2 separate regions of the Anas platyrhynchos genome follow, and region 1 is linked to region 2. A link is a contact called in public Hi-C data. All regions are on one chromosome and are shown on one strand. Each heading gives the region's core, a stretch centred on a gene start, on an enhancer-like site or on the middle of the called end of the contact. The rest is flanking DNA. Distances are from core to core; before and after follow the strand shown. Region 1 has its middle 14 kb from the start of NECTIN1. Region 2 overlaps NECTIN1 (nectin cell adhesion molecule 1).

Region 1 (4,125 bases), core at 1,231-3,730, 75 kb after region 2:
CTCAGCAGCTCCTCAGCTCCCTGCCACGTGCAAGGCATCTGCTGGCCTCCTCCTCCCAGACAAGCTGCCACCCTCCGGAGCCTGCCACCTCTCCTGACATGTGCAGAGCTCGGTTGTGAGAAATGGAGAAGGAGCCGCTGAGGGTTCCCGTCCCCGTGATTTATCTCGTGGGGCAGCAGCTGCGGCGCGAGGCCAGATTCATCACTCCCTTTGGGATGGACGGACACAGCTCCCAGCAGGACCACAGCAGGTCCCCCAGGCCGGGCAGGCTGAGCCTGGCAGATGAGGAGAGCAGAGCCAAAAAGAGAGTGGAGTGGTGAGACAGGGACGTGCTCCTGGATGTCTACAGCTGGGACCTGGTGAGCTTAGGACAGGACAAGCTCACTTGGGAGCAGGACAACAAGGCCATGATGTGGCACTTGCAGGGCATCCCCACTATTCACAGGAATATTTTTGTCCTCGTAGCAAGTTCCTACAAGGTTTCACACCTGTTTTTGCCCTTGGCTTGTATGGGAACAGCACCTCTGCTGTCCATGTCCCCATGGCAGGGCAGCGGTGAGGCTTGGTGGTGAGATGTTCGGATAAATCGCAGGCTTTAGGGAATAAAAGTCCCTTGCGTTGGCATCCATCTGATGGGAGGAGAAAGGGAGAGCCCTGTGGTGTAGCAGCGTTATTTCTTGGAGAGCCAGGCTGAGCACAGAGGACTGGCTCACCCCGCACAACCCGTCCCAGTGCCACTGGTTCCCACACCGCTGTCGGTGGGGCAGCCCCGTGCCAGCAGGGACAGCGCAGGCTGGGGGATCTGCACGTGCCCACATCTTGGCTGGGAGCAGGAGAAAATGCCCCCGAGGGGGTGTCAGACACAGTTACAGCGACACATGATATTTATAACAAAGTGTGGGGGAAGGTGTCACATCGCATTATGCTGATGCTCCGGCACCAGAGACGCGGGGACAGCGCGGCGGAGTGGGACGTGGTGAGGGCCAGCAGGGAGGAAGACGGCTTCGCTCTGCGAGTGCTGGTTCTTCTCTGGAATGGTAGAAAAAAAAAAAAAAAGAAATAAATCCAGAAATCTTAGTCCTTAAACACTGGTCTATTTTTTATTTTGTGCGTCCGCATTTCCCACTTGCTTTTGCATCAGAGCACGAAGGCCAGCCGAGGAGCTCGACCTTGCTGGTGGAGCTTCCCTTCCAAGCTGACATTAGGTGCTGTAATCTTTGGAATAACTTTTCAATAACAGCCTGGCTTCCTCCAAAATTGTCACTGCAAGCAGCTGGGGTTGCACAACTCCCTCCCTGAGGAGCGAGGCTCTCAAAGTGTCGAGCCCTTCTGAATTCCTGCTGTCAGTGCGCCCAGAAGCAGAAAGCCGAAGCCGAGGTCCTGGAGCTGCATTTTCCCTGTGCTGCAGGGGGAAACCTGCCTCCTAGTGCCAAAATATCTGCCCAGGTCAGAAGGAGAGCAGTGGGAGCTCAGCACCCGCAGGGACTGATGCTCTTCTCAGGGTGGCAGGGGGACACAACAGCCATATGAGCACAGAAAGCAGCCGGGTCCCTGTGCACCGCCTCTGTACGTGGGTGCTACATCCACGCATCCTGCCCTGGAGAGGTTTATGCCAGCACCTGAATGCAGACATCACATCCACGTGGCGTGATGGGCTGGGGAGGGATGATGGGCTGGGGAGGGATGGCATGTGCGTGGCTGGAAGGCATCGCAGCTCCTCGCAGCCCCATCTGCAGGTCCCCAACACGCCCCGTGTGAGCCGAGCAGTGGGTCAGGATGGCCCCGGGTGCCCGTGTGGGTCCCCAGCTGAAGGTGCCTGCTTCTCAGGGTGCCTTCTGTGGCACACATGTCCCCTCTGTCTGCTCCCTGTGTGCCCCCCAGGCTCCCACCCACCCCGTCCCCATGGCCGTGCCCGGAGTGTGGCCGCTGCTCCCGCACCGCACAGGCAGCTTGGAAGAAGCCGTCCTTGTCCCGCAGAGCCGGTGACTCAGGCAGCCTGGCATTTACCCAGGATTTATTTGGACACTCCAGAGCCAGCTGCGCAATTCATTCATTTATTTATTTATATATTTTTTTGGGGTCTGATTTCATGCCCTTTTGGTGATCGCTTCTAGCCCTGGTTGTACGGGACCAACCCTCGCTGCTGTCTGGGGAGGGAGAGCCATGCAGCATCCTCCAGATGCTGGCAGACCAAAAAGGAAGCAAGCAGAAAAAAAAAAAAAAAAAAAGAAAAAGAATAGCAAAGCTCGTGCATTATCTGCAGCATGTTCTTTGTACAGCTCTCTTTGACTTTTTAGGGAAAGATTTATTTTCCTCTTCTCCATGACAGCAGGGTTTGCCGTGTTCCTGTGAGCCTGGAACAGCCCAGATTAACTGTGCATCGTCAGTGTCTGATTAGCTCTGTTTGCTGTGTTGTTATTGACCTATGCGAGGGAGAAACTAGGTCAAGCCCAGCTGATGAGGCTCGAGCTGGCTCGGCGGTACAAACGAGGCCATCCGCTCGCTGAGCCATCAAATCCCGCTCCGGGGCGGGTCGCCTCTGAAGTGTCCAGGGGACATCATTAGGAACTTTCCCGAGCTGCCTGTCAGAAGTCAAGCGTGGTTCGGAGGTAGAAGGCGGGCGGATTATTTCAGAGGCTTCTCCTTGTTTGTGTGGCGAGGAGCGTTTTATCAGCAAGCGGGTGAAGCGCAGGCGCTGGGGTGGCTGCAAATAGAAATGTCTGTGCCTGTCCACGACTCTGAGGATGGGGTGAAGATTTTTTACAGGAGCAGGAGGAGAGGGGAGAAACCTGTCACCAGCTACCTGGCAGACTTTGTTGACGGAAGGGGAATGGCTTTTGCCACGCAGAGGGAAGGGCTGCACAAAAGCTGGTGGTTTGGGTCTGTGGGGTGGGCTCAGCCGTGATTTCAGTGCACAGGGACAGCTCTCAGCATCTTCCAAACTTTTTGGGGACCTCCCATAAGCGTCAGGCCACAAATACCTCATTCTTCATCCCAGAGAATATCTGCAGCCCCTTGCCATGGAGGGGATTTCAGGTGGTGCAATCCGCAGGGCAGTTTTGGGGTGTCCAAAACCCGCTGCTGTGAGCCATCCACTGTCATCTGCACAGCTGTGCACCAGCTCTGTACCACGGGTGTCAAACGTACAGGAAATCCTATTCCCCCGGGGAAAACAGGGCTGGGAAAACGAGGGGAATGTCAGCTTCTGTGCAGAAAGGCAGAGCTGATGAAGCCTGGCTGCTAAGAGCCTGCTGGAGCTGCAAGGTATCCGCCACTGAGCCCCAGTGTCCGTGACGGAGAGGGAAGAGGAGCCACGGAGACCCCAGCTGGTGGAGGGCTGGGGAGGATTTCTGCTGATTTCTGCTCCTGTGTGGCTGCAGGCAGAAGTGAAGGTCTGGTTGGTGGTTAGACAAGCGCTTGGATGCCCAGGGTCCCTGGATGCTGCCCGCAGACCTGTTGGCACAACAGCATCTCCTGTAATGTGCGCTCCTGGGTTTTGCCACACGTCTGAGAGGAGGAGCAGGCTGCAGCAGCAGGGGAGCAGGGCTCCTGGCTTCGTTTCCCATTAAGTGATGTGTTCCTACTTCTGGGCGATTTCCAAAGCGTTCCCAGCAGGCATTCCTCAGCTTCTCCATCACCTGCCCCTCCTCTCCCGACTTCACCTTCTCTCCAGCTGAACTTCTGGCTAAGCTGCGAGATCAGGAAGCCGAGGAAAGAAGGAAAATCAGAAACGGGAGCGAGCGCACAAGTCGTAAGCCAGGCTCACGACAGGGCACAGCTCCATGCAGCTCGAAGCACGGCTTCGTTTGTGCCTGGGTGTGTTGGAACATCTCCATCCTCGGGAGCTAATTTAGGACGTCCTCTGCTCTCTGCCTAGGGAGAAAACAGCTTCTGTGCAGAAGGCACTTGTCTGTGACAGATCTCTTGTAAACAGCGTGATAGCTCCATGTCAGACATGCCGAAGACATCTTTATCAGGTGCTTCGCCAAAGCCCCTGGGGGAAGCTGCGGGACAGACCTCGGTCAGCAGAGATTTCCAGGCACAGGCTGCTGCAGATTCAGAGCCAGGCTGCACGGAGCCCGGGATAAGCAGGGGCTGGGGCAGGCTGCTGGCTGGTAATAAAAA
Region 2 (3,654 bases), core at 735-3,234:
ACAGGGATGTCCCAGGGCACAGAATGGGTCCTGCATGCCCTGCTGGCATGAACAGGGTGGGATGGAGGTGCTGCTGGGCAGAAAGGCTTTATTTATGAGGATTCTGTCCCATATTTTCTGTCCTGGCCATCTCCCATGGGGCCAGCTGAGAGCGAGCCCGAGCCCCATCGAGCTGCTGGTGCTCAGCCTTCATCCCCCAGGAAACCTGAGGCTGGGTCATTCCCCAGCCCCAGCTCACTGCAGCTCACACTCTTCTGCCTCTGCCTCCTCCTAACTTCAGCCTGATCCTTCAGTGCTTCACAGAAAGCAGCACAGCAACTCGCAGCACTTCTAATAAACCATTTGCTGAAAGGTCTGCCCGCATCTGTAACCAGCTGCGAAGAAGGGTTCCGTTTCTGCTTATCCCCTCCCCACACAAAACAAATCCCCGTCTATTTCATGGCTGGCTAGCCAAGGCACTCAGCAACGTGCAGCTTTGCTCGCAGACACATTGCAAATCAATGGGAGGGAGTCGTGATTCTTCTCCTTTCATTAGGCTGGCAGCTAGCAGAGCCTCAAAGCTGCCAGCCTTGCTAGAGTTAACGCAGCCTCAGCACGAAATTGCACCCCTGTTTGGGCACACAGAGCCCGTGTGGCTAAAGCAGGCTGTCCCAGTACAGCGCCAGCTCCCAGTAAGCCTGTCTGTGCCCTGGATTGCTGTCCTGATCCAGTGGAAGGGCTGAGCCCTTTTGCTGGACTCCTCCTGCCCGCTGAACCTCCGAGTAACACGATGAGATCAGACGATGCATATTTATAATGCACCCCACCTGACACATTCCAGGGAGCCTGAGACGCAGCGAGTTTGCCGAGCTAAATTAAACCGAGCTGAAAAGCTTGGCAGAGCAAATACGTCCCCGGTTAGGTTTTAAAGACGAGCAGGATTGTCTAATTCGAGACGCGCCGCAGTAGCGCGCACACCCCCGGGCACAAGCTGCTTGGGAGCCTCGTGGCACCTCGTGTCTGCAAAGGGTTAAAGACACTTAAATAAAGGCTGCTCCCAGGGGATGTGGGCACAGGGCTGATGGTGGGATAAGCAGCGGTCCCTGGAGGTTTTAAAGGGATCTTAAGTCCGAGGGAGGTGGGTTTCTCAGGGGCAGCCCCATTCACCGAGTAGCTTAAGTGAAGCCCTCGCAGGGACAGTTACCGGGTGCTCATCTGGTGACCTAAGCTGGGAGAAACTGGGGGAGGCAGGCCTCAGCCTGGGGAAAAGAGGAGCATTTTGGCTAGCCGAGGTTGCTAGCAGGGATTTCGGAGCAGGAGGAGCCTCATGGCTTCACCTGGTGGCAAAGGCATTGCAGGAGCAGAGCGGATCCAGCAGCCCTCCCCAACCCTGCCCAGAGACTCAGCCAGCCACAGAAGGAGCTCAGGACCTCTCTGGTTGCAGGAGAAGATTTTTCTGGTTTTATATCCCCCGAGGAGCTGGAGGTGCACCCAGACCCCTCTGCGAGTGACCTGGTGCATCCCCCCCCCCCCCAAATTGCTCTGCTGGGAACCGAGGGGCTGGGTATCCCGAGAGCATGCAGGGACACGGGTACCCCGCTGTCTGGGCACTCATCGTGACATCCCTTTAAGATCCCTGCCCGTTTTGTTCCCCTCTGTAATTTTTACAAGCCCGACCAGTAATTAAAACCTCTGCAAGCCACTCGTTCGTCTCAGATGTGGTCTGGGGAGACCCTGGCAGAGCGGTGGCCGAGCCAGCCCTCCGCGGGGAGCCGCTTGGAGCAGCGCGCCCAGCTGCAAGCAGACACAGGGACGAGCTGGGTTTTATCAGGGATTTCACACACATTCCTGCACAGGCAATCTCTTTGCCATGCACCGCGGGTGGGGGCAGCTCAGCCCCGTCCCATAACCACCAGCTCCCTCCCTTTCCCCTCCTGCATGGGAAGCGCAGAGCCAGCCCTGGTTAAGTAGCTGCTGGCTGCAAAAGCATGTCTGGAATGCGGCTTTAACCCCTGCTGACCTTCCCTCGCATGCCTCCCGAGCCTCCTCCTAGCCACTAGCAGGGAGGATGTTGGATTAGAGCAGGGGGAGCAGCCCATTAACCCCCTGGGATCCAGCAGAGGTAGGGCGAGTTGTGCTGGGAGATGCCCCGCAGGTTCCTCTGGCCGCGCTGGCTTCTCTCCTGCTTCTGGAGCAAAGCGTGGCAGCTGTCAAACAGCACCTGGAAACGCGCCCTGACAGCTCAGGAAGGAAGCTCTTCGCTTTGTGGGAGGACAGAGCTCAGCACGAAGAGCCAGGAGACCAGAGGATGCGACAGCAGCCGCGTGTTTGCAGCAGAGGCAGCGCCCTTCTGCACGCACACTGCACCCCAGCCAGGATCTGTCCCCGTTACCTCCAGGCTCTGTGATGTCCCTGGCTCTCGGTGGCACTTGGTGGCTCTAGCAAAGAGGGGGACCTTATTTCTGCTGTCTCCAGCTCTGCCCTCTCTGCAGCCAACACCACGGACTGCCCGGCTTCCCAGGGTGTCTCGGTGCAGTTAGGTGGAGAGCACCCAGGCTGGGCTGGGGGCTGATGAGCCCCGGGTTATCTGATGTTTCCTCTGCCTCCCAAGCCTTAATTTTAGTTCTGCTTCATTTCCTTGCAGCTCGGCAGAGTAATGAACAATCAAATCCCTTTTGTAATTTATTTCTCCTGCTGTACAGTCTCGAGGAGGTGATGGCACTCGAAATTGCCTCTCCTGGAGGAAGGAAGGGGCCGGATCCCAACTCCCCTTACACCACAGCATCTCCCTGGACCTCGGCAGCCAGCCCCAGCTGCCCAGAGAGCAGCAGGTCTCAAATCCGTGTTTAGCCAGAGCTACAGCCTCGCTTCCTTGATGAGCCCATTAAGGTCGTGCTATTACAAGCAGCCACCAGATGAATCGTGTCAGATCGACGGCACAGGGACTGCAGCTCAGGCTCTGTGTTAATAGAGTTAATTTGCTCAGCAATCTTCAGCATCACTCCTGGGAAACATCTCACTCTGCTCGGCCACGGGTCCTGGGCCACTTTTACCTGGTTTTGCCCGCAGGGTGCTTGCACCCCAGGACTGGTGAACCCTGGATGTCCCCAAGGGATGAGCTCAGCTCCCTGCTGGCATCAGCTGGAGGCTGCTTGGGGCTGGGTGCGGGCACAAGGTGTGCGTGACACGAGGGGGAACTGCTCTGCGTCCCTGTCACACGGCCAAAAACAAAGAATTGTGCAAATGGAAAGGGGAGCAGGGCCACAGCTCTCACAAGAGGCAGCCCAGGCATTGTTTTCTCGGCCTTTTTCCTGCTTTTCTGTCTCCTTCTCACCGGAAGGAAAGACTCCTAACAAAGGATGCCTCCCAGCTTCCCAAACGTCTCGCAAGCAGTCTCTGCCTTAGCATGCAACCACCAATATTTATCCACGTCACCTTCTCCAGCTGGGCGTGTGCTGGCTTCCCCCACCTCCAGTACAGATCAAACAGAAATGCTGCAAGAAGAAGGACCCGTGAGTACGAATGAGAAGCTGTGAAGCTGTTGATACAAAAGCTAAGGTCACCCTGGGGAATGCAACAGGGGGAAAAAAAATTTGCAGTGCTGCATAGGCACTTTACCAGATGGAGATGGTCAAGAGGGCAGTGATCATTCAGAAAAGGCAGAAGATTTGAATA

The links. A called contact is a pair of places that touch in the nucleus more often than the background predicts.
Region 1: a Hi-C map of skeletal muscle shows a contact between it and region 2, with 1.6 times the contacts expected there. The contact joins two enhancer-like sites.

Annotation. Positions count from the first base shown.
Region 1 is chr25:6,522,936-6,527,060 of IASCAAS_PekinDuck_T2T, forward strand. No RefSeq gene overlaps it. Among named protein-coding and RNA genes, the nearest start is that of NECTIN1, 14 kb to the left of the region's middle. Within about 2 kb of position 2,481, at least 3 of the 8 cell types and tissues checked have an H3K27ac peak or open chromatin away from gene starts, as enhancers often do.
Region 2 is chr25:6,448,572-6,452,225 of IASCAAS_PekinDuck_T2T, forward strand. The region is part of intron 5 of NECTIN1 (nectin cell adhesion molecule 1); the gene reads right to left. Among named protein-coding and RNA genes, the nearest start is that of NECTIN1, 61 kb to the right of the region's middle. Within about 2 kb of position 1,985, at least 2 of the 8 cell types and tissues checked have an H3K27ac peak or open chromatin away from gene starts, as enhancers often do.